Regions from separate parts of the Sus scrofa genome. Here all the other regions are linked to region 2. Evidence: chromatin contacts called from public promoter capture Hi-C data. All regions are on one chromosome and are shown on one strand. The core of a region is the stretch at or near the end of the contact, and the rest is flanking DNA. Distances in the headings are between cores, read along the strand shown.

The links. Promoter capture Hi-C pulls out the DNA fragments that hold promoters and counts their contacts.
Region 1: a contact with region 2 is called in a promoter capture Hi-C map of liver, with 13 times the contacts expected there. The contact joins the promoter of C10H9orf72 here to the promoter of MFSD14B in region 2. A contact is called at or near these places in 2 of 5 promoter capture datasets (fetal liver and liver), 2 of 47 Hi-C or Micro-C datasets (heart right ventricle and liver) and 1 of 2 datasets of contacts at active chromatin or transcription factors (alveolar macrophages).
Region 3: a contact with region 2 is called in a promoter capture Hi-C map of fetal liver, with 6 times the contacts expected there. The contact joins the promoter of MOB3B here to the promoter of MFSD14B in region 2. A contact is called at or near these places in 1 of 5 promoter capture datasets (fetal liver), 1 of 47 Hi-C or Micro-C datasets (heart right ventricle) and 1 of 2 datasets of contacts at active chromatin or transcription factors (alveolar macrophages).

What each region holds. Positions count from the first base shown.
Region 1 is chr10:38,387,979-38,390,678 of Sscrofa11.1, forward strand. It overlaps C10H9orf72 (protein C9orf72 homolog), which reads left to right and starts at 1,388. Exons shown (of 11, transcript XM_013980198.2): 1 at 1,388-1,541.
Region 2 is chr10:38,888,023-38,890,722 of Sscrofa11.1, forward strand. MFSD14B (major facilitator superfamily domain containing 14B) reads right to left here and starts at 1,381. Exons shown (of 12, transcript NM_001243400.1): 1 at 1,047-1,381. The coding sequence starts at 1,154.
Region 3 is chr10:38,437,079-38,439,820 of Sscrofa11.1, forward strand. It overlaps MOB3B (MOB kinase activator 3B), which reads left to right and starts at 1,348. Exons shown (of 4, transcript XM_021064706.1): 1 at 1,348-1,491.

The DNA.
Region 1 (2,700 bases), core at 138-2,637, 500 kb before region 2:
CATGTCATGCAGAATCCAGGACTTGGTGTTTGATTATTTCTCTCTTCGGAAGCATAGTTGTTCTAGGGTTGATATGTGGCATAAAACCAGAAACTTGATGGAGACAAGGGAAACTATTTTGCATCTGGGCAGAATTTTGAAGCAGGAAAAACTGTCATAGCTACCGTGTTCCTCTCTCAGACACTTAATCTGAGTCCTAATCTTACTCTAAACTGGAAGGGTGAATACTTCCCCCCATAGCAGTTATCTGAGAAAGGCTATCATCAATTCAATACCAGCCTGATGTCCTCAGGCCTCGGTGGGCTCTGGAATTGCACAAAACTGGCCTGAATCAGCTAGCTAGGTGACCTTGGGTAAATAAGCTCTCTGAATCCCAGCCACATCCTCTGTAAAACAGGGATAACATTATCTATATGGTAGATATGTTAGGAGGATTAAGCATAATTCTGTGTGTAGGCAGGGAAGCACAATACCAAAGATACAGTAGGACTAGGTAAATGGTAGATTTTTAGTGTTGATATAAGCATAGAGCATAAGCAAGGGGTCTATTTCTGCAGCACCTATAGGTTTAAGGGAGTCATTTTGCGTATTTCTTCCTCTGAATGATAAATAAGTGCTGTAAGATTTTTAAAGATGAAAAGTATTAACTGTCATTTATCTGCAGCAAATAAGCTGAATATATATACTTGCAGACCAAAACGATGATTTAACTTGAATTTTTAAAAAATCTTACAGCACATCACAGGACAATAAAGTCAATTTCCAAAGGCTAAAAAAGCCCAACTAAGCAACAACCAAAAAAAACCCTCAAAGAATAGAAAAGCCCAACTCATCCACATTGTGCAACCAGCAAACAGGACATTTAAAAATGTGAAAATCACGCCTGAAAAAATGCTTACATTTAAAGACAAAATTGTGGTGAGCATGTATTGTGGGAAAGGAAATTACCTAAAAAGACTTGGGATGAAGTTAGTGTACTGAAATTGTGTCATACGCAAAAAGAAATTCACCCATTCATCAAATATTTGTTGAGCGCCCACCACCGGCCAAGTACAAACAAAAACAATCACAAATATCAGCTCTGCTTTGCGGTCTCGGTCTCGTGGCACTGCAGCCCGCAGGTTAAAATCCTTAGGCCAGGTCTACGCAGCGCGTCTTTAGGCAAAGAGGAAGAACAAATCGGCCCCGCCCCCGCCTTGCAGGCCTTGTGCGTTTACGTAATCGCAATTCGATAACGCCAAGACGTACCTACGGTGTCCCACGAGGAAATGATTATGCAGCAACAGCGACTTGTTCCGCCCGGGGAAAAGATGGCGCTTGACGCGTCAGCCACCCTTGCTGCCTCGTTCCTTCCTCACGGGGGCGGGGCCTATAGAGAGCAGGGGGGTGTGTTTAGGAGGTGTGTGGTTTTGTTTTTTCCCGCCCTTTCTCTCCTCCCTTTGCTCTCACATTATTCGCTGGAGTGAACGAGGAAAGACGGGCTACGGGATACAATTTAACCAGAAGGGCACAAGGTGGGAAGAGACCACGACGTAAAGCAGGTTCGGGTTCGCGACGCGCGAGGGGGCCGGGCATGGGGGCGTGGCCAGGGCCGCGGGGGCGGGGCTGCGGTTGCGGTCCCTATGCCTGCGGCGTCGGCAGCAGCAGCCGAGGCGCGGGCGAAGGCGAGTGGGTGAGTGAGAAGCTGGTGTGTAGGAGGTTGTTTTGGGTCGGGACGCTGGGACCGCGCAGGGGCGGCGGCGAAGGCTCTACCCAAGGCTCGGCTTGTCTAGTCCTCTCTTTGCTCTTCTTTTCCTTGATCGAAAGCCGCCCGCGGCTTTTCCAGCCCGGCGACTAGTGGAGTTACTTCCATCTGGGCCCGGGGCTTTCCGGCAGCAGCCGCGCAGAGGCAGGGCTGGCTGGGTTTTGAGCCCCTTTCCCGCTTTCCCGCCGGTAGTCCCGGATCCGGCTCTTTCCCCGGGGACCCGGCGTGAGAACCGGAGGGATGCTTCGGAATCCCCTGTGCCGCCGGCTCGAGGGAATGGAGCCTCGGGCACCGAGAGGCCTGTCCCCGGGAAGGCCAGAGGGCTGGGGGCGCCTGGCTGTTACGAACCAAGTTAGGGTCCGAGGGAGGGTTAATTGGGGTGAGGTGAGGTGGGGTAATACTACAGAATTTGACCTTTCTGAGGATTGTTGATGTCTTATAAATCTGGACAGCAGTTTTAGACTGGGTTTTGTTCCCGTTCTTACTTCACTTCTCTGAGGTTGCACAGACTTAAAGGAAGTGACCATTATGACTTGGACATCACTTGACTGATGGTATCGGTTGCAGAAAGAAGTGCACTGATTACACATCTGCTGTGTCTACACACGATCTGGCTCCTGTGAATTCCACCAGGCTTCTGTATTCAGGAGTCAGGGGAGTAATGCACTTGCCCAAGAGAGATGGCTTTTTCACAAACAATAGAGATCGTTAGGATCTAGTAAAAACAATCCGGTTGTGGCCAGTGGATAAATTCCCCTTCAAACTGTTCTCAGCGCTCTTATGATGCAAAGCAAGGGGAAACAATGTGGTCTGGCACTTTTAATTTATACAAAGAGACTGGAAAAATACTATTAGATAGCAATCTCAGACTTTAGAAGACTTTTAAGGTGAGGTAATGGGAACCTCACAGAAGCTAAAATGTATACATGGGGAATTAATAGTATGAAGTCAGAATG
Region 2 (2,700 bases), core at 131-2,630:
GGGAGTTCCCTGCTGGCCCAGGGTTAAGCATCTAGCATTGTCACTGCTGTGGATTCAATTTCTGGCCTGGAAACGTCGACAGGCCACTGGCAAAGCCGGAAAAAAAAGAAAAAAAGAAGTCCCTTGGGCAGGAGGGGGTCTTTAACATCATTTAGCATTTTTAAAAGCAAATTAAAATACATAAGCTAAACAATACATAAAATTTGAAGCCGATTGCACATAATTTTCCTAAAATTTCTATTTTTCCATAAAAAAGTCTCCCTGACATTAGTTTCTATTCACTGTAACGTTTTTATATTTCCTGTCCTTACCAGGCCAAAAAAAAAAAAAAAAATCTTTAAGAAACGACAGACTTATGCATATGCATACACCAAAGCGCCACTGACAAAGCCTGTTACGCCGAATCCAGGCCAATTAAACCAGTGCTTCGGAAGCATCTGAATCTCACGTGAAATTAGAAAAAAAGAGATTGGCCTCCCTCAACACGCTCCTCAGCCGAGCCCTGGGATCCTCAGCTTTCCTCTGAAATCCTGCTCACCAACTGCTTCTGCGACCGCCTAGGGAACCATGAAGGAACAGGAAGGCGCTGCCCAACTTCCCGGTCCAGGGCCCAAGGACGGTTCTAAAGGCTCTCTACCTATCTTCTAGGTAGGCTCAAGCCAGAAGTGCACCATGAAAATACTATCTACTGTCACACCTAGAGAGGATTCTAAAAGAATCAGATTACTTATATTCACGATCCCACGTCGTGTGTCTTTTGAAACAATAACTAAGTCGCCTAAATTTCTGTCTAACGATGAGCAGCGCTAAGAAAGCCTAGTAGTGTTGAAATCGGCTACCTGACTCGGGAAAAGGACAGGCTTTCCAAGAACCAGAGCTCCTGCCCAGAGCCGAGACAGGTCAGCGTCTCCTCACCTCCAGGGTACCCAGGCCCCCGCCCCGCCCCGCCCGAGGCGTCCCAGGACTCCGGCCGCCACCCCGCCCCACCTCCCCTGACTCTGGGCTTCGGGCTAAGCAATGCGGTGCGACTCCGTGCCCGCGCTCACCGTGCTGCCGCCAGGGGACCGCGCACCCGCGCGCTTCTCCGGCATGGCTCCCACCTCGGGCTCCGACGCCGCCGTCTTCTGTGGCTCGGGTGGCGGCTCCGCGTTCATGCCGCGTCCATGCCCCCGCCGGCTCGGGGCGCTTCGGGACTACGGAGACGCCGCAAAGGCGGCGGCGGGGCCCGCGTTCTCATGGGCACCGCGGCCCGCGGGTCTGACGGTGGCGCCAGTGGAGACGCCAAGGGCCGTAAGGGCTGCCGAGGTCGGAGCCTCAGAGGAGGAGAAGCGAGGAGGGCAGCTGCAGGGGCCAGTCGCCACAGCTCCCGCACCGAAAGCGATTCAGGGAGCTGCCAGGCGCGTCAGCGACCGCCCTGGGGAAGTCAGGAGGCCCCGCGCCGGCCCGGCCCCGCCCCCGCTTCCCTACTGGTTCGCTCCGGGGGAAGCGGCCCCGCCCGAGATCTCTGCTCCCGCCACAAGCTCACAGCCAGCGCCCAAAGCCTCCAGGAGCCCCCCTCCCACTTCAGGGCCCGCCTCCAGGTCTCCCGGGCCGCCTAGGCGTCGGGACTCCGCAGCGCGCCGGAAGTGCGTCACTGCCCAGGGCCCGCAATTGTATTTTCTTTTCGCTGGGACGGTACCGGGGCTGGCGAATTGGGAGCTTTGAATGCAGGGATTTCTTCTTGTAGAGATTGCATTTCTGATCTTGGTTTGGCCTAGAGATGGCACGTTCTGACAGAAAACAGAGCCCTCAGGGCTGGAATCCGGAATTAGGGAAGTGTCATATGCGCTGTACCTGACACTTTTTTTTTGGAATGTTCTGTTCCTCTTCCAAATCTAAACAGAAGCCGATGAAGAGCTTCACCTGGACTGTGGGATTCATGGGACGGACAGTCTTAGGAAACACAGAGATCCCTGTTCCACTCCAGAGCTGCTTGATGGTACGAACGCGGTGAATATGAACAAAAGTGTCAGATCTTGTTTGGCTAAGGTGCTGATGTACCCGAAATCAACTAACACTAATCATGGCTCCATAAAAAAAAGTCCGAAAAGGACTTTGTGGATACCGCAACCTATTCTGCAAATACTTCAAAAGTAAAGCAGCTTGGCTAAAGAGCTAATGTAACAGATACGACCTGCTCCGCAAATGTGGGGTACAAAAATGGTCAGAATGTTTTTTCCTCTTAGGTGTTTAAGCATTCAGTGCCTCCTTGAAAGAAGTAAAATACTTTGAAATTCTTAAGAACTTATGTCTTCCTCCTTTTTTTTTTTTTTTTTTTTTTTTTTTTTTTTTTTTTTGTCTTTTTGCCATTTCTAGGACCACTTCTGCAGCATATGGAGGTTCCTTCCCAGCTAGGGGTCTAATCGGAGCTGTGGCCGCCGGACTACACCAGAGCCACAGCAACGGGGATCCGAGCCATGTCTGTGACCTACACCACAGCTCACGGCAGCTCCGGATCCTTAACCCAGGGATCGAACCTGAAACCTCATGGTTCCTAGTCGGATTCATTAACCACTGAGATGTCTTCCTCTTTCTTAAAGAGACCCAAGTGGACTTAATTGGTGAAGGGAATGAGTCCAGTCATTTCACTATTGACTTGCATCTTATACTGTTATTGTTGCAAACAGGTCTTTACAAGCCTAAGGATTTATTTGCTTTCCT
Region 3 (2,742 bases), core at 98-2,597, 450 kb before region 2:
ATCCATTGTAAAATATCATTGTAAAATATAGGAGTTCCCATCATGGCTCAGTGGTTAACGAATCCGACTAGGAACCATGAGGTTGAGAGTTCGATCCCTGGCCTCGCTCAGTGGGTTAGGGATCTGGCGTTGCTGTGAGCTGTGGTATAGGTCACAGATGCAGCTCGGATCCAGCATTGCTGCGGCTGTGATGTAAGCCGGCGGCTACAGCTCCGATTCAACCACTAGCCTGGTAACCTCCATATACCACAGGAGAGGCCCTAGAAAAGACAAAAAAAAAAAAAAAAATTGTAAAATATAGTACTTTTATATATAGTGCTATAGTACTACATACAGTACTTTTAAACTTTCATAATATGGTATTTCTCAATCAAAATGCATTAAGACACTATCATATGGGAACTAAAAAGGTGTGCAAGACGTTCTTTTCCTCAGGAAGCTTATATTTAATGACTCTTACTATGCATTAAAAATACTTTCTATGGGAGTTCCCACTGTGGCTCAGCAGGTTAAGAAGCTGACTAGTGGCCATGAGGATGTGGGTTTGATTCCTGGCCTTGCTTAGTGGGTTAAGGATCCGACACTGTTGCACGCTGAAGTGTAGATAGGTTGCAGATGCAGCTCAGATCCGTGTTGCTGTGGCTGTGGCTCTGATTCAACCCCTAGCCTGGGAACCTCCATATAGGCAAGTGTGGCCCTGTAAATAAATAAATAAATAAATAAATAAATAAAATTTCCTATGTTTAGTTGACACTTTACAGCCCCTGCAACGTAGATACTGCTCTCCCCAATTTACAGAGCATACTAAGGTTTAGAGGTCATAGACCCAAGATCACTCAAATAGAAAGTAGAAGGCTGTGGGCTGGGCTTCAAAGTCCACGCTCATTCCATTAATCCCAGATTGTTCTAGAAAATTCGCTAGAATCTGAAGGTATTTTCCGATGATTAAGGCTCTCCTCTAGCATTTTTCATCAAGTTAGAAAATCTTGAAGAAGGTAAGCGATTTCCCCCTCTAGGTACCTTGGGTGTGGCCATTGTGGACCCAGAGAGCACCCTTTCTGATCTGATATCTTCTTCCTCTTCTCAGTCAAAGGGTCACTGTCTTTTCCGCAAGGCTGGGAGCCCAGCTCAGACTGTCCATTCCTCACCTCTTTTCAGAGGTAAGATAACCAAAGGAGACCTGTAGTCCTTTCCCGACGGAGCTGCCATTCCGCGGGCGGCCGCCAGGGGTCCCCATTCGCATCTCCGCACGATAACCGCGCGCCGGGTGCCCGTGGGGGCTGCTTTGGAGCCGCCGCGGCTGCAGCTGGAGCCCCGCGCTCGCACGCCCGCGCGCTTACTGAGAACGGGCGCCTTGGCTCCAGAGTCCCCAGCCAGATCCGCGAGCGTCGCCACTCCTGCCTGGAGCTCACCCTCTTCCTCTTGCTCCGCCTGCAGCTGGCTCGGCGCGAGGAGCCGACAGGGCCTCGGGGCTGAAGGTAAAACCCCACGGTGAGTGAGAACCCGCTCCCAGCGAGGGGAGGTGGCGCAGCCGGTAGCCTCTCGCGCCCGGTCGCGCCCTGGAGGGTGGAGGTATGGGGCGCACCTGGGGGCGGGTGCAACAGGAGGGCGGGAGGCAGCAGACCCCGTTTCCCCGCCCGCCCTCCGCGGGCTTCCGGGGCTGGAATCCGCGTCAGACCCCTACCCGCGTCCTGACTTCTGGCCGGCTCCTCCCGCTCTCTTCCCGGGTAGGAACTAGAGTCCAGTCTCCACCCTGGGCTCCTGGGCCTTGATTTTAAAAGGTCTATCAATAAAGTCCATCTTCCTTCGGGGTTCGAGTGTGTCCGCCAACCCATCCCGCATCGCAGATGACTGCAGGGTGCGTGCTGTGCTGTGGGAGGCGGGAAGACAAAGTTTTACAAAAGTGCGCCTGGGCAGGGGGGCAATGTTTAGGGCGTCTTGATACTGAAGGAGGAGGCTCGGCTTGGGGCTGAGAAGGGGAACTCGGCCAGTTCGGGGACTGTGGACGCTTCGCAGAGGCACAGGGTGTGTAAAGGACGTACAAATCCTGCTGAATCCCTGGGCCAACAACTGTCAAACATCTGGAATCCAAGCCCCTCCTTTTCCCTGCACCGAAAACCCTTCAACTTTACTTTGATCGCTCCTCCTGCCTTTGGACCCTTCTCGAAGGGTAAAGGGCCGACCCCCGGCGCCAGGCGAGTGACCAGAGACCCCAAACTCCTCAAGATCCCCCTTCACCCACCTTCCCGACCCCTCCCGGACGTTTTCCCCGCAGGGACCACGCGACAGAGCCGATTGAGATCGTGGCGAATGGCCTTTTGTTTCTCCTCGTTTCCCCTATTGTTTGCCTTTCAAACATCTGGCCGGGCTAGGGAGAGAAGGAAGCCCCTCTCGTTCTCCTCCCCAGCTCCCCACGCCCGCCACCCGCCCAGCTAGAGCCCAGGAACCGCCTGGGGAAGGAGAGGAGCCCGACCCCAGCGGGGCCGCCCCACCCGGGCCTTGTGGTTAAAGGGCGGAGGGAAAGTTGTTCCTTCTCCGCCTCCTCGGCTGCTTGTGGCCCGGGGCGCATTTCTCAGATCTTATCCCGAGCGCACCGCGCTCTAAGAGCGCAGGTCGGGAGGGGTGCCGCTGCGTTCTACCCCAATCCGGGGAGACCTTTGGTGGGTTCCAGTGGATTCCAATCTCCACCTAAAGGCGTGTGGCTGGGCAGCTGCCAGGCGGTGGGACAGGATTGAGACACGT